2 separate regions of the Canis lupus genome follow, and region 2 is linked to region 1. A link is a contact called in public Hi-C data. All regions are on one chromosome and are shown on one strand. The core of a region is the stretch at or near the end of the contact, and the rest is flanking DNA. Distances in the headings are between cores, read along the strand shown. Region 1 holds the start of DLG1 (disks large homolog 1). Region 2 holds the start of BDH1 (D-beta-hydroxybutyrate dehydrogenase, mitochondrial).

The links. A called contact is a pair of places that touch in the nucleus more often than the background predicts.
Region 2: a contact with region 1 is called in a Hi-C map of blood, with 2.0 times the contacts expected there. The contact joins the promoter of BDH1 here to the promoter of DLG1 in region 1. A contact is called at or near these places in 2 of 9 Hi-C or Micro-C datasets (both in blood).

What each region holds. Positions count from the first base shown.
Region 1 is chr33:30,951,608-30,957,618 of UU_Cfam_GSD_1.0, forward strand. DLG1 (disks large homolog 1) reads right to left here and starts at 2,517. Exons shown (of 25, transcript XM_038583205.1): 1 at 2,344-2,517; 2 at 1,307-1,374; 3 at 26-157. The coding sequence starts at 1,325.
Region 2 is chr33:31,133,764-31,140,302 of UU_Cfam_GSD_1.0, forward strand. It overlaps BDH1 (D-beta-hydroxybutyrate dehydrogenase, mitochondrial), which reads right to left and starts at 4,040. Exons shown (of 7, transcript XM_038583217.1): 1 at 3,892-4,040. LOC119867276 (basic proline-rich protein-like) reads left to right here and starts at 880. Exons shown (of 10, transcript XM_038582496.1): 1 at 880-963; 2 at 1,668-2,227; 3 at 2,493-2,729; 4 at 3,868-3,961; 5 at 4,956-5,024; 6 at 5,240-5,313; 7 at 5,371-5,471. The coding sequence starts at 880.

The DNA.
Region 1 (6,011 bases), core at 1,267-3,766:
TCACAAATAAAGTTTTAATTCCCACCTATTAAAGCCTGAAAGAGGTTGCTCTGAAAAATGTTAATGACTCGTTCTATGGAACTTCTGAGCTGTCTGTCTTCAGTTTGGCTTAGTTTTGAACGATATTCTTCCAAAAGGTGCAGTGCTCTCTGGGTGTCTGGGAAGGAAACAAGAGTTTGATTAAAATTACACATATACAGTTATTACACACTACTTATGCAGCAAATCATCCTACAAGACATCTCAACACCTCCCCAAATCCTTTAGGTCAATCAACGCTGCTACACTCACACACACATATATTCCTTAGAATAATTGAAACATTTCTAAATGTATGTCACAGAAAAAGGAGGAAGATAAACAGTTGGTGATAAATGTGTAGTAGTCTAAAACAACACAAGGCTGTTTGATCAAAGTATCAGTTAACACAGCTTCAGCCGATCCGACATGCAAAAGCAGATTACCTACAATTTGTTATTATAATCTGAATCTTGGGGGATCCCTGGGTGGCTCGGCGGTTTAGCACCTGCCTTTGGTCCAGGGCATGACCCCGGGGTCCAGGATAGAGTCCCGCATCAGCTCCCAGCATGGAGCCTGCTTCTCCCTCTGCCTATGCCTCTGCCTCTCTTTCTCTCTCTATGTCTATCATGAATAAATAAATAAAATCTTTAAAAATAATAATAATAATCCGAATCTTAACTGTTTCAAAACACCAGTTCTTATAGCCAGGTTCCCATGACTGCTCACAAAAGAGTGCCTAAGATCATAAAGTTAAAATATCAAAAAATAAATAAATAAATAAAGTTAAAATATCAAAACACCAATTAAAGAGTCTTCACGAAGACCTTTCAGAGGAGTGAACAGGAACCTGCCTCTCGAGAGCCACTACAGACCGCGACGCCAGAAAAGAAAAGTTTGAAAACGACACTGACAGGGGTCCCTCCCCTCCAGGATAGGCGGCTTCGGTCTCCTAACAAGCAGGGAAGGGCGACGACGCCGTCTTATCAGAGTCCAACATTTTTATTTTGTTAAAGATAGATTTATTTATTTATGATAGATAGATGATGGGGGCGGGGGGGGGGGGGCAGAGACACAGGAGGAGGGAGAAGCAGGCTCCCTGCAGGGAGCTGATGCGGACTCAGTCCAGGACCCCGGGGTCACGCCCCGGCCCAAAGGCAGGTGCTAAACCGCTGAGCCCCCCAGGGATCCCCTAATCCAACATCTTTAAAACACAAATCAGAACACAGACACAACACTCTCACTCACTCACCCGCACGAGAAGAGAGGTCCCGAAATAAATTCTCACCTTGCTTCCGGACCGGCATGTTTTTTGTTTTTTGTTTTTCCCTCCAGTATCGGAAAGAGGGCACACACCTTTAAAAAAATTTTAAAAATAAATTAAAAAAAAAAAAAAAAAAAAAAAACAGTAAGGGAACAACCGAAGCAAAACAAGAGGATCGTGGTGCTGAGTTGCATTCCTCCCCTGAACTCTCAAAATCGCGGAAAACTCCCAGCCGTACCTGAAGAAGGGGCCACACCCGCTGCCCAAGTTTTCCCAAGTGAAACAGCAGGGTTGGGGGGGGGGTCCCAGGAAGCTGCCCCCGAGGGAGGGCCCCCCCGCACAGGGACCTGCAGCTCCGGCTCCCAGGGGCGCTCGGTGCCCGGACGCGGGCCCGGCCGACGCGTGCAGACGCCCCACCTGCTCCGGGGCGCGGGGGCGCAGCGGCGCGAGGCTGGAGGCTGCGGGGACACGGGCCCGCGGGCCCCACACCTGCGGCGCCAAGTTCCCGCGAGCGGCGTGCGCTCGGGACGGGCTCGGGGGCCGCCCGCCCGGCCCCGCCCGGGGCTCGAGGAGCCGAGCACGCGGGGGGTGAGCGAGCCGGGGGGGGCGGGGAGGAGGAGGAGGAGGAGGAGGAGGAGCCGCCGCCGCCGCCCCCGCCGCCGCGCCCGCCGCCGCCCCACCCCCGGAGCGTCGCCTCCCTCCCTCCCTCCCTCCCTCCGCGCCCCTCGCCGCTCGGCCCCCAAACTTTCCGCCAAGATGGCGGCCCCGGAGCTGGCCGGCCGCGCCCCACGTGACCGCGCTCCCAGCCAATGGGAAGTGAGGAGGCGGCGGGCGCCCACCCCGGGCTCGGAGCGCCGCTGCCTTCGGGGCGGCAGGGGGAGGCGGCGCGGAGGGGCCGGGGCCCGGCGCGCGGCCCCGCCGGCCTCCCCGCGGACGGGCGGCCCCGGCGCGGCCCCGCGGCCCGACGACTGGGCGCGCGCTCCACAGGTGGCCCGGCGCGGCCCCCGGAGCCCGCCCTCACCTCGCCGCAGCCCGCGGCTCCGAGCGCGACGCGACCTCACCTACAGCAGGTCCGGGACACACATGCCGACACACCTCGTAACGTCCCTACACGCGTGCTGCCTCCGCCTCCGCGCGCGGCGAGGTCCCGGCGCCCCCGGGGAGCGGATCCCCGGCCCCGAGGAGCGGTCTCGCGGAGGAGTAGACCGCGCCGCCCACGTCAGGGGCGCGGGGGGCGGGGCCTGGCCGGGGAAGGGGCGGGGCCTGGCGCGGGGAGGGGCGGGGCCTGCCCGCCGCGGGGGCGGGGCCTGGCCGGGGAGGGGGCGGGGCCTGGGTGGGGGCGCGCTCTCCGCCACTACGTACTGATGCTTTAAACTATCGGGCATCGCTGGGGGCGCGATCCTGGAGCCCCGGGATCCAGTCCCGCATCGGGCTCCCTGCGTGGAGCCTGCTTCTCCCTCTCTGTGTCTCTGCCTCCCCCCCCCTCTCTATGTCTATCATGAATAAATAAATAAATAAATAAATAAATAAAATCTTTTTTAAAAAATAAATTATTCGCCCGTCAGTACAAGTCTTTTGGGGGGGAGGGGTTGAAAAAAGAAGGGCTTGTAAACTAGATTGAGAGTTTGAGGCGTTTGCTCCTGGAGGGTTTTTAAGTCTGATTAAGTCTAAGCGTGAATGCATTGAAGGGAGGGAAGAAAACCCTGGTTCCCTCTTTCCCTTGCTCGTTCATCCACACGCCCGTGTCTGCACTCCTCGCCCAGTCACCCGTCTCAGGTTGTCACCCGAGCTCGTGGCGGCCCCTTTAAGAGCTCACCTGTAGCTACCTCCACCGAAACCGAGCCACCTCCTCCGGCGCGCGCGGCGGGGTTGGGTGTAGACCGCAGGTCCCAGCGGGGACTTCTGGCTGGGCCAGACCCTGGCTCCGGCTCTGAGCCGCCCGGGTTGTAGGAAGAGAAATTTTGCGAAAAGCTCTCAAAGTTCAGACCTTTTTTTTGGGGGGGGGGGGGGTAACAGGGACCTCCCTCGTCTGAGGTCCTGAGCGAGTTTGCCCAAGGTCACCCGGAGTTAGTAACAAAACTGGAAACACGAAGAAGATCGTCTTTCTAAACCGGAAGACTTCCCTGTAAACCTGCCAGCCTTTGGCTGAGGCCACATCCTTGGGCTGATAAAGGGAAGTCCCGGGAACCTTGCACTGTAATCATGACACTTACTCAGAAGTCTGACCACTGGGTTTCACTTTTGGGTTGCACCTTGGAATTCTAACTTGCCAGAACCCAACGACTTTAGAGCCTCATCTGACCCAGTATTTCAATTTAAGATAAACAGGTTCAGGGAGGGGAAACAACCTGCCCAGGGACCTGTAGCCCAGCATTAGTTCTCCTATCTCCAGTACAGGGCTCTTCCCACTGTGATTTTGGAAAACTAGGCAGTGGTGTGTTGATTTATTAGCAGCAGGCGTCTATGCATGCTTTCCTGGCTCAACCATCTTGGGAGATTGAGCAACAGTTGAAAGCAACATTCCGTAGAAGAAATGGGATGAAAAAGTGAAAGGAAGCCCCTAAAAACAAGGAGCTTAACTAGAGAGATTGTTAAAATAGTAAACTGGGAGGGATGGGGTAACCGGGTGATGGTCATTAAGAAGGGCGTGTGATGTAGTGAGCACTGGGTGTTATATAAGACTGATGAATCACTGAACTCTACCTCTGAAACTAATTATACATTATATGTTAACTAATTGAATTTAAATAAAATAAATAATAGTGGACTAGGGAGGTTTGTAATAGTGAAAATGGCTGATGGCATGCATGCTATTATTATCAAGATTTATTGATGGGCTATGAATGGAATTGCTCCACTCAAGGAAGCATTCTAAGAATGGAATCTCTTCAGAGTTCAGGAGGAAGGAGGGATTTTTGCCCTCACTCTTAGTATCATTCATTATTCATATATGTTCACTTGCTAGGCAATGAGGATAGAAATAGTTAAGATCCAAGCCCTGCTGTCAAGGAACCACAGCCTAGTAACAAATGGATAAAGGCAAGTGCAGCTTTTCCCAAGGGCCACTGTAAAGTCAAAAGCAAAATGTGTGTAAGTTCTCAATGTCATCCTGGTCTCCCTCTAAAAAGAAAGAGAAGGATCCCTGGGTGGCACAGCGGTTTAGCACCTGCCTTTGGCCCAGGGCACGATCCTGGAGACCCGGGATCGAGTCCCACGTCGGGCTCCCGGTGCATGGAGCCTGCTTCTCCGTCTCTGCCTCTCTCTCTCTCTGTGACTGTCATAAATAAATAAAAATTAAAAAAAAAAAAAAGAAAGAGAAGAGGGAGGAGGAAGAGCATGGTAAGAGGCATGAAGCCCTTCCTTCTTGTCAACCTCTAGCTCTCTCGGTTGTCAGCAGTGTCCAGAAGCCAAAAGGAAGCTAGCATTCCGTGGTTACGGGCCAGGAAGAATGCAGACCTAGAAGGAGAGGTCTTTATTCCTTACTCCTCCTTTCTGTTCCTCTGTATTAGTTATCTATAACTGCATAATAAATTCCTCAAAAATTAGTAGCTTAAAACTTAGTAGCTGAGTAACTTATGCCCCAGTAAACATGGTCTCCCAGTTTCTTCAGGTAAGGAATTCAAGAGGACCTTAGCTGGATGGTTCTCTGGTTTAGGGCCTCAAGAGATTACAGTCAAGATGTCTACCAGAACTAGTCATCGAAAGGTTTAATGGGGATTAAGGGAGGCTCTTCCAACGTGGCTCACTCACATAGTTGTTAAGTCAATGCTGACTGTTGGTAGGGGGCCTCCTTTTTTCACCATGAAGCTCTTTCTATAGGGCTGCTTGAGCATCTTCATGCCGTGGTGGCTGACTTCCTCTGGAGCAGGTCATCCAAGAGGGCAAGACAGCACCCACAATGTCTTTCATGACCTAATTTCAGAAGTAACTATCATTTCCACATAACCTACTGGTTACTTAGATTACCCTCAGGAAAACCAGTACCTAAGAATCGTTAGGTGCCATCTTGGAGGCTGCCTACCCCAACGTCACAACACACAAAGCAATGACAACTGGATTTTTCCAAACACCTTTTATTTCCTTGAAGTTTTCCTTACTTTATGCGGTACCAGCTGCCTATTGGAACAGGATCCAATATAGCATCTGATTACTTTTCTAACATTCTCATTTTAAAGAAAAATTTAACACATAAACTTTCCAGCCCCACATTAACTTTCCTTTCAAATAACTTAAAAGACTTAAAGTCAGAGGATCAAAAAAATAAATAAATATTTATAAAAGATTTTATTTATTTATTCATGAGAGACACTGAGAGAGAGAGAGAGAGGAAGAGACACAGGCGGAGGGAGAAGCAGGCTCCCCAGGATCATGCCTTGAGCAGAAGGCAGGTGCTCAACCACTAAGAGACCTAGGCATCCCAGTAAATAAGAATTAAAAAAAAAAAAAAAAAAAGGAGCCAGAGGATCACAGGGAAAAGCTTGAAGCTCAGATTCTTCTATTGAGTTGTCAGAGAGTTGATCTCTAAGAATATTGTCTGTCAGTTCTAAACTTTCCCTCTCCTGCTGTTCTTCTACCCAAGCCACCCTTACAACTTCACATCTCTGGCTTTGTGCTTTTCCCTGTTCAGGTTCCCAGCCTATCCTCTGGTAAAGAGTTCAGGTCCTGCCAGACCCTGCTGCATCATTTTCTCTCACTCTGGCAGAGTGCCAGTACACTGCCTGTGCCAAGG
Region 2 (6,539 bases), core at 2,790-5,289, 180 kb after region 1:
ATTGTAGTCGCCACCCACTGGCTCCCTGCCTCTACCTTTGTCCCCCTTTGGACACTGCTCAACAGTGGCCTGCCTGATCCTGTGAAATATGCAGATCATGTCCCTCCTGCACAAACTCTTGCTCCGAGTAAAAGCCAAAATCACTATGGATTGCCCCCGAGACCGTCCGTGATCTGGGTCCTCATGACCTCACTGGCCTCATCCCACCTTGTTCACTACACCTTGGTTACCAGGGCCTTTCTTGCTATACTTAGAACATGACAAGTAACCTCCTGCCTTGGGAACTTTGCCCTTACTTTTCCCTCTACTTGGAACATTTTTCTCCCCCCGCCCCCATCCATAGGGCTCATTCTCCCACTTTGGTCTTTTACTCAAATATTTACTCAGTAAGACATTCCCTGGCTGGTCCATCAATCCCACCCCTACCCTGACATTTTCTATTCCTCCTTTCCCGTTTCCCTTTTTCCCCTCTCCTTGGCTTACTACATTATAACAGTATATACATTATACTTATTTATCTTATTTGTTATCTTCAGTCCTAGGAGAATGTAAGCTCTGAGAGTGGGGGGTTTTTGTCTGCTTTGGTCACTGTCCTAGCCAACACCTAACAGTGCCCGCCACACAGTGGGCACATAAAATGTTAATTACTTAAGGGGGTTTTCTGCAGAGGCCTAGTGTGATCAGACTTTCATTTTAACACGTCTCACTGGGTTAAGAAGAAACTGAGGATGAACAAAGTGGAAGTAGGGAGACCATTATATGCTTGGGTGGCCATACAGGACCATCCTCTATAGCCTTCAAGGTTGTGCGTGGCAAAAAAGTAAATAAATAAAAAAGAAAAAAAGAAAGAAAAAAGGTTGTGCACGGCAACTCTAGTGAATGGTGAAAAGGAGCTCTCTGGAGATAGAAGGGCTGCCGACCCGGACTCTGACCGTGACCGTGACCCCGGTGGAAACTACCAAGGTAACAAAAAGTGGTCAGAATCTGGCTACATTTTGAAGGTAGGGCCCAGTATGATTTAACTGACGCCTTTTAAATAAATGTTATTTATTTGACAGAGAGAGCACAAGGGGTGGGGAGTGGCAGGGAGAGGGAGAAGCAGACTCCCCAGTGAGCATGGTGTGGACTTCAGGCTGCTGGGTCTCAATCCCAGGGCCCTGCGATCATGACCTGAGCTGGAGGCAGATGCTCAGCGGACTGAGCCACGCAGGTGCTCCTTAACTGACAAATTTAAGAGGAGGACGTGCAAGAATAAAAAAATCAAAGATATTTCCAAGATTTTCGGTGCGTACGCAAAAGAAATAAAAATATTAGTACAACTGACAAAGAGCCATTCCACTCGTAAGTGCTCACCACATTTCAAATCCGAGTGTAGGGATCCCTGGGTGGCGCAGTGGTTTGGCGCCTGCCTTTGGCCCAGGGCGCGATCCTGGAGACCCGGGATCGAGTCCCACATCGGGCTCCCGGTGCATGGAGCCTGCTTCTCCCTCTGCCTGTGTCTCTGCCTCTCTTTCTCTCTCTGTAACTATCATAAATAGATAAAAATTTAAAAAAAAAATTCAAATCCGAGTGTACACATCAGACCTCGGGGCGCCTCCGAACCCTGTCTCCGCGTTCGCACCTGCCCCGCGGTCGCTCAGCAAGCGCCGCACCCTCCGGTTTTCCAGGGCTGCTCACCCTATGCCACATCTGACTTGTCCACACGGCCAAGTCCTGATCGGGAGCTCGCTCCTCCACGAGGACTCCTCCACGATGCTGCTCCTGAGGCCCTACCTACAGGCCCGGGCTCCCGGCTGCTGCGTTTTCAGCTCGGCCCTTCGCTCCCTCCGCGCCTGCAAGTAGGCGGTACCGCGGGCGCCGGCGGGCGAGCTTCCCCCACGACCCCCGGGCCCCACCCGGACCGCGAGCGCCCCGCGGGGCGCCGGCCACTGCCCCCTCCTCCCCAGGGGCGGCTCCGGGGCCCGGCGGGGTCGGACCACACGCGGCGCGGGCCGAGCGCGAAGCCGCCAGCTCCCGGCGCAGCTTGGCTTCCCCGCGGGTCGCTCCGGGCCAGGCCGCGTCCAGCAGCGCCCGGGGCCGCCTCCGCAGGGACGCACGAGCCTCGGCCCCGGCCCCCGCCCCTGCCCCCACCCCAGCCCCGGGGGGACCCCAGGCCGCTGACCTCAGGCCGCTCGGCGCCCGCCGGCTGCAGGACGCGCGCAGGGCTCAGCCACGCGCACGGCGCCAGGCGCGGCCGGAACAGCACCCGCCCCTCCCCCGCTGCCCCGCCCGCCCCCACCCCGCCCCTTCCCCTGCTCCCCGGCACCCGCCGCGCCCCTGCTCCCCCCTCCCGCCTTCCACCCCGCCCTCCCCTGCACGCCGCGCGCTCCAGCACCCACTCTTCCCCCTCCCCGGCTCCCCTGCTCCCCCCGCACCCCTGCCCCGCACGCCGCGCGCTCCAGCACCCCCCGCCCTCCCCTCTCCTCCCCTCCCCTGCACGCCCTGCGCTCCAGCGCCCATCCGCCCCCGGCCCCTCCCCCGCACGCCGCGCGCTCCAGCACCCCCGGGGACGCCCCGGACGCGCAGGCGCCGCCCCGCTCCGCGCACGCCGAGGCCAGGGCGCCACCGCCGGCCCGGGTCCCTCCCTCCTCCCCGGCGGGGGCTCGGCTCCGGCCGCGCTCCCATTGGCTGAGGCTGCGCCGCCGCCCAGGCCCCGCGTCCCCGCCGCGCCCCGCAGCCCCGGGCCCCAGGTCCGCACCTCCCGGGGCCGCAGCGGGGGCGGGAGCTTCGCGGGGGCGTGGCGGGGCAGGGCGCCCGCGGGTGCGGCTCGGCCTCCCCCTCCGCGGCCCGGGGCGGCGTCCCTCCGGCGGGCGGGGGCGGGCGGGGGCGGGGGGGCCTCTGCACCCTGCAGCCTCGGGGCCGCGCGTCAGCCGGGACGGAGACCCAGACGGAGCTGGCGGGCGCCCCCCGGACCCGGACCCGCCCCCGGGACCCCCCGCCCGGCCAGGGGCCGCCCAGGGCCGCGGGGACCCGAGCGGAGGGCGCGGCGGGGGAGCTGCGGGGAGCGGGGAAGGGGCGGGGTGGAAGGCGGGAGGGGGGAGCTGGGCGGAGCTTCCCGGCTGCGGACGGCGCTTCCCCGAGTCGGCGCTCCCGCCGCGGCTGCTCCGCCCTTGGGCTGCGGGGGGCGGGGGGCGGGGGGCGGAGGGGGCGGCTGCGCAGGGGGCGGGGAGGGGGCGGCTGTGCAGGGGGCGGGGAGGGGGAGGGGGCGGCTGTGCAGGGTGGCGGGAGGGCGGAGGGGGCGGCTGTGCAGGGGGGACGGGAAGGGGGGGTGGCCGTGCAGGAGGGCGGGGAGGGGGGGCGGCTGTGCAGGGGGCGGGGAGGAGGAGGGGGCGGCTGTGCAGGGCGGACGGGAAGGGGGGGTGGCCGTGCAGGGGGGCGGGGAGGGGGGGCGGCTGTGCAGGGGGGCGGGGAGGAGGAGGGGGCGGCTGTGCAGGGGGGACGGGAAGGGGGGGTGGCCATGCAGGAGGGCCGGGAGGGGGGGCGGCTGCGCAGGGGGGCGGGGAGGGGGCGGCTGTGCAGGGGGGACGGGAAGGGGGGGTGGCCATGCAGGAGGGCCGGGAGGGCGGGGCGGCTGTGCAGGGGGGCGGGGAGGAGGAGGGGGCGGCTGTGCAGGGGGAACGGGAAGGAGGGGTGGCCGTGCTGGAAGGCGGGGAGGGGGAAGGGCGGCTGTGCAGGGGGGCGGGGAGGGGGAGGGGGAGGGGCGGCTGTGCTGGGGGGCGCGGAGCGCGGCGGGGGGTGGCTGCGCAGGGCGGGGTGACCGCGGGGGGCGGGCTCCGCGCCTGCGGCCCCCCGCCCCCCGCGGCCCGGCCAGCCCCCGGGTACCCCCAGTCCGGCCCCCAGCCCGAGACCTACCCCTTGCGGGGCGTCGGCCTCCAGCGCCAACCGCCTTCGGGAGCGGCCGGGCTCGCGCGCGGCGGAGCAGGTGCGCCCGGACCCGGGACACCTGGCGAGGAGCCCGCGTCCTTGCAGCTCCCGAGCGTGTTTGCCGACGTTGGAACCGGTCGGAGGCGACCGGGTGGTTTTTCTATTTGTCTTTTGATCGCACGAAGCGCATTTAAAGAGCGCGCGCCGCGAACCCGCGCAGGTCCTTAACCGCAGTGCAGCCGCAGAGCTCCAGCCCCGGGACCTGTGGGGCCAAGAGGCCGCAGCTCCGGGGCCTCCGGAATGAACACCGGGCCGAGGAGAGAACGCGAACTCCCGGGACCCATTAGTGGCCGAGCTTCGTTTGGGTCCAATTGCAGAGGAGCGCGGATTGGCGGGGGGGGGGGGCTACGCGGGTGAACCGGGGGCCAGCGCGGGCCGGTGGGGGTTAAAAAAACTTGTCAGCTTCTTGGGAGTGGCTGTGCTCTATCCCCAGCTCCTGACACACACAGTGTTGGTCACAAAGGCAGGATGCACGCAAGTCTCTGTACCCATTTTACAGACCACCTGCGGCAGCGCGCTCTGCAGAGTGCTCCCCCTGCACCTGCCACAGCCACAGCGCAAAGATCGTTACCCTGGGCTGCTGCTTTGAGGGTTATACGTTGCTAGGAAGGCGTTTAATTAAAGGAAGAATTTCTATTTCCACCTAAAAACCCAGAGGGCCTGACTCTGGGCCGAGAATGAAATGGAAATGTGGTTCTATTTATGGAAGACAGGGAAAGGACAAAGGACGCTTGGCCTGAAGGTCTATCAAACTGCGCCCGCCGCTGGCCTCACGTCTTCCCAGCCCATCTTTCTCTTCCAGCTTTGCTGAGGCAAACCACTGCATTCAGGTGTCACCCGAGAGCACCTTGCCTGCCTGCGCGGCACCTGGCGTCCTGCCTCGGGTCCTCGGGGGTCACACCAGCCAGGGACCCCAGCAGGAAATCATTGCCCATTCTGACACACGCATGTGCCTGCAAGTGCAAAAAGAACCTAACACTTTTTGGGGACAGGCTTTGAAGCAGAAACAGCTGGTGGAGAAATACTCCCCTCTTCCCGTCTTCCGACGGGACAGTTCTGAGGTGCGTTCTGTGTGGCTCCTAAGAGGACAGAGCCCCGGTTGCCCACGGTGGGGCCCAACGTCCTCAGTTCAGTACCGCACCCCTGGACTGCTTTTCTCTGTTCTTCCTTGCTTGCCTGAGCTTCCTGCCCCTCTGCTGCTGTTCCCTCCGACTTGTTCCCAAAACAAACCACCTGTACCAAAAATTGTTGCTCGGTGTTTCTCTGGGGAACCCAGAGTAAGCCGATTATTAACCCGGAAGAGGCATCCCTGCCCACCTTTCAGGGTTATTCTCAGCAGACCTTTCGCAAGTCAGCTAAGGAGGAATCCATTTGTTGAGCCTGAGCTTCTGCTCCTTTATCTCCCAGCTGCCCTGCCCTCGAGGGCCTCACTAAGGAGCTCTCAGAGACAGGCAGGAAGTACTGGGGCTCCCAAGAGATCGGCTGGGCCAGCCAAGGCCTGGGTCCGGGTGAGAGCCTGACAAGGTCACACTGGGCACCCCTCTTAAACCTCTTCTCCCCTGCTTCCAAGGTGCTGGCTGCTGACTGAAACGGGAGAAACTCAGCCCTGGGGTTGAACACGGAAGCGGAGGCCACGTGGGATGCAAGTCACTCCCATTCTGTCTCCTTTCTGCCCGCCTCTTCCCCTCCCCTCTTGCAAAAGCTGCTTCTCTACCCAGATACAAGGTGTCAGGCCGGGTGTTGGGCACCTAGCACTTTTCAGCAACACCAAGGCTTCTAGTCTGGGGAGGGAAACAGCCCTTAGCTGTTCCCTTCAAGGAAGGAAATGAGACATGTACATAAGTTAATGAATCATTAGAAGTCCTGTAAATCCTCTAAAAGAGGGGCATGTAAGTATAATGGGACTAAAGGAAGGGCTTTGTAGAGGAGATGGCATCCTGAAAGACTCTCAGTTGGAAGGAAGCCCTCTTAAGAGCTCCCACTGCACAGAGCCCCAGTGACAGCTCCGGTTCATTCCAGTTCCTCATTGCCTCCTGGTTCACACCCTTCCTGAATCCCAGGCAAGCTGATCATTCCCTCTTCTTCCTAGCCCCAGCCCTCCCCTCTACATCTGGCCCTGTCCTGTCTCTGAATGCCCTGGGCCTCCTCTGCCCTCAGCATTAAGTGTTGAATATCAAGTGATGCAGGTTAAATCCTGCCCTGGGCCAGCCACCTTGAAGCCCCCTGGAAGCCCACCTGTGCAGCCCTCCAGGCAGAGCCTTGCTGGGGAAGAGAGGAGAGTAAAACCACTTACTATTCCAAACCTTGCAGGGCTTCTGTTTGGATACAAATGGATTAAAAAAAAGGAGGGGGGCCTAGAAATGTGCTCTTATCTTAATTCTGCAGAATTTTAAAAGTATCGAACAGCTTTCTTCTATCATAGACAGTGAAACAAAGAAAAAGCCCAATGGATTATTCTAAAAGCTGTGGTGCTCAGAATCCAAATGCGCTGAAAAGAGCCCTGGATCGTGATGTGACTATAATTCTGAATTCTTCCCCTGAATGAGAACTGGAGGCCCAGCCTTTTCCCTGCAGTG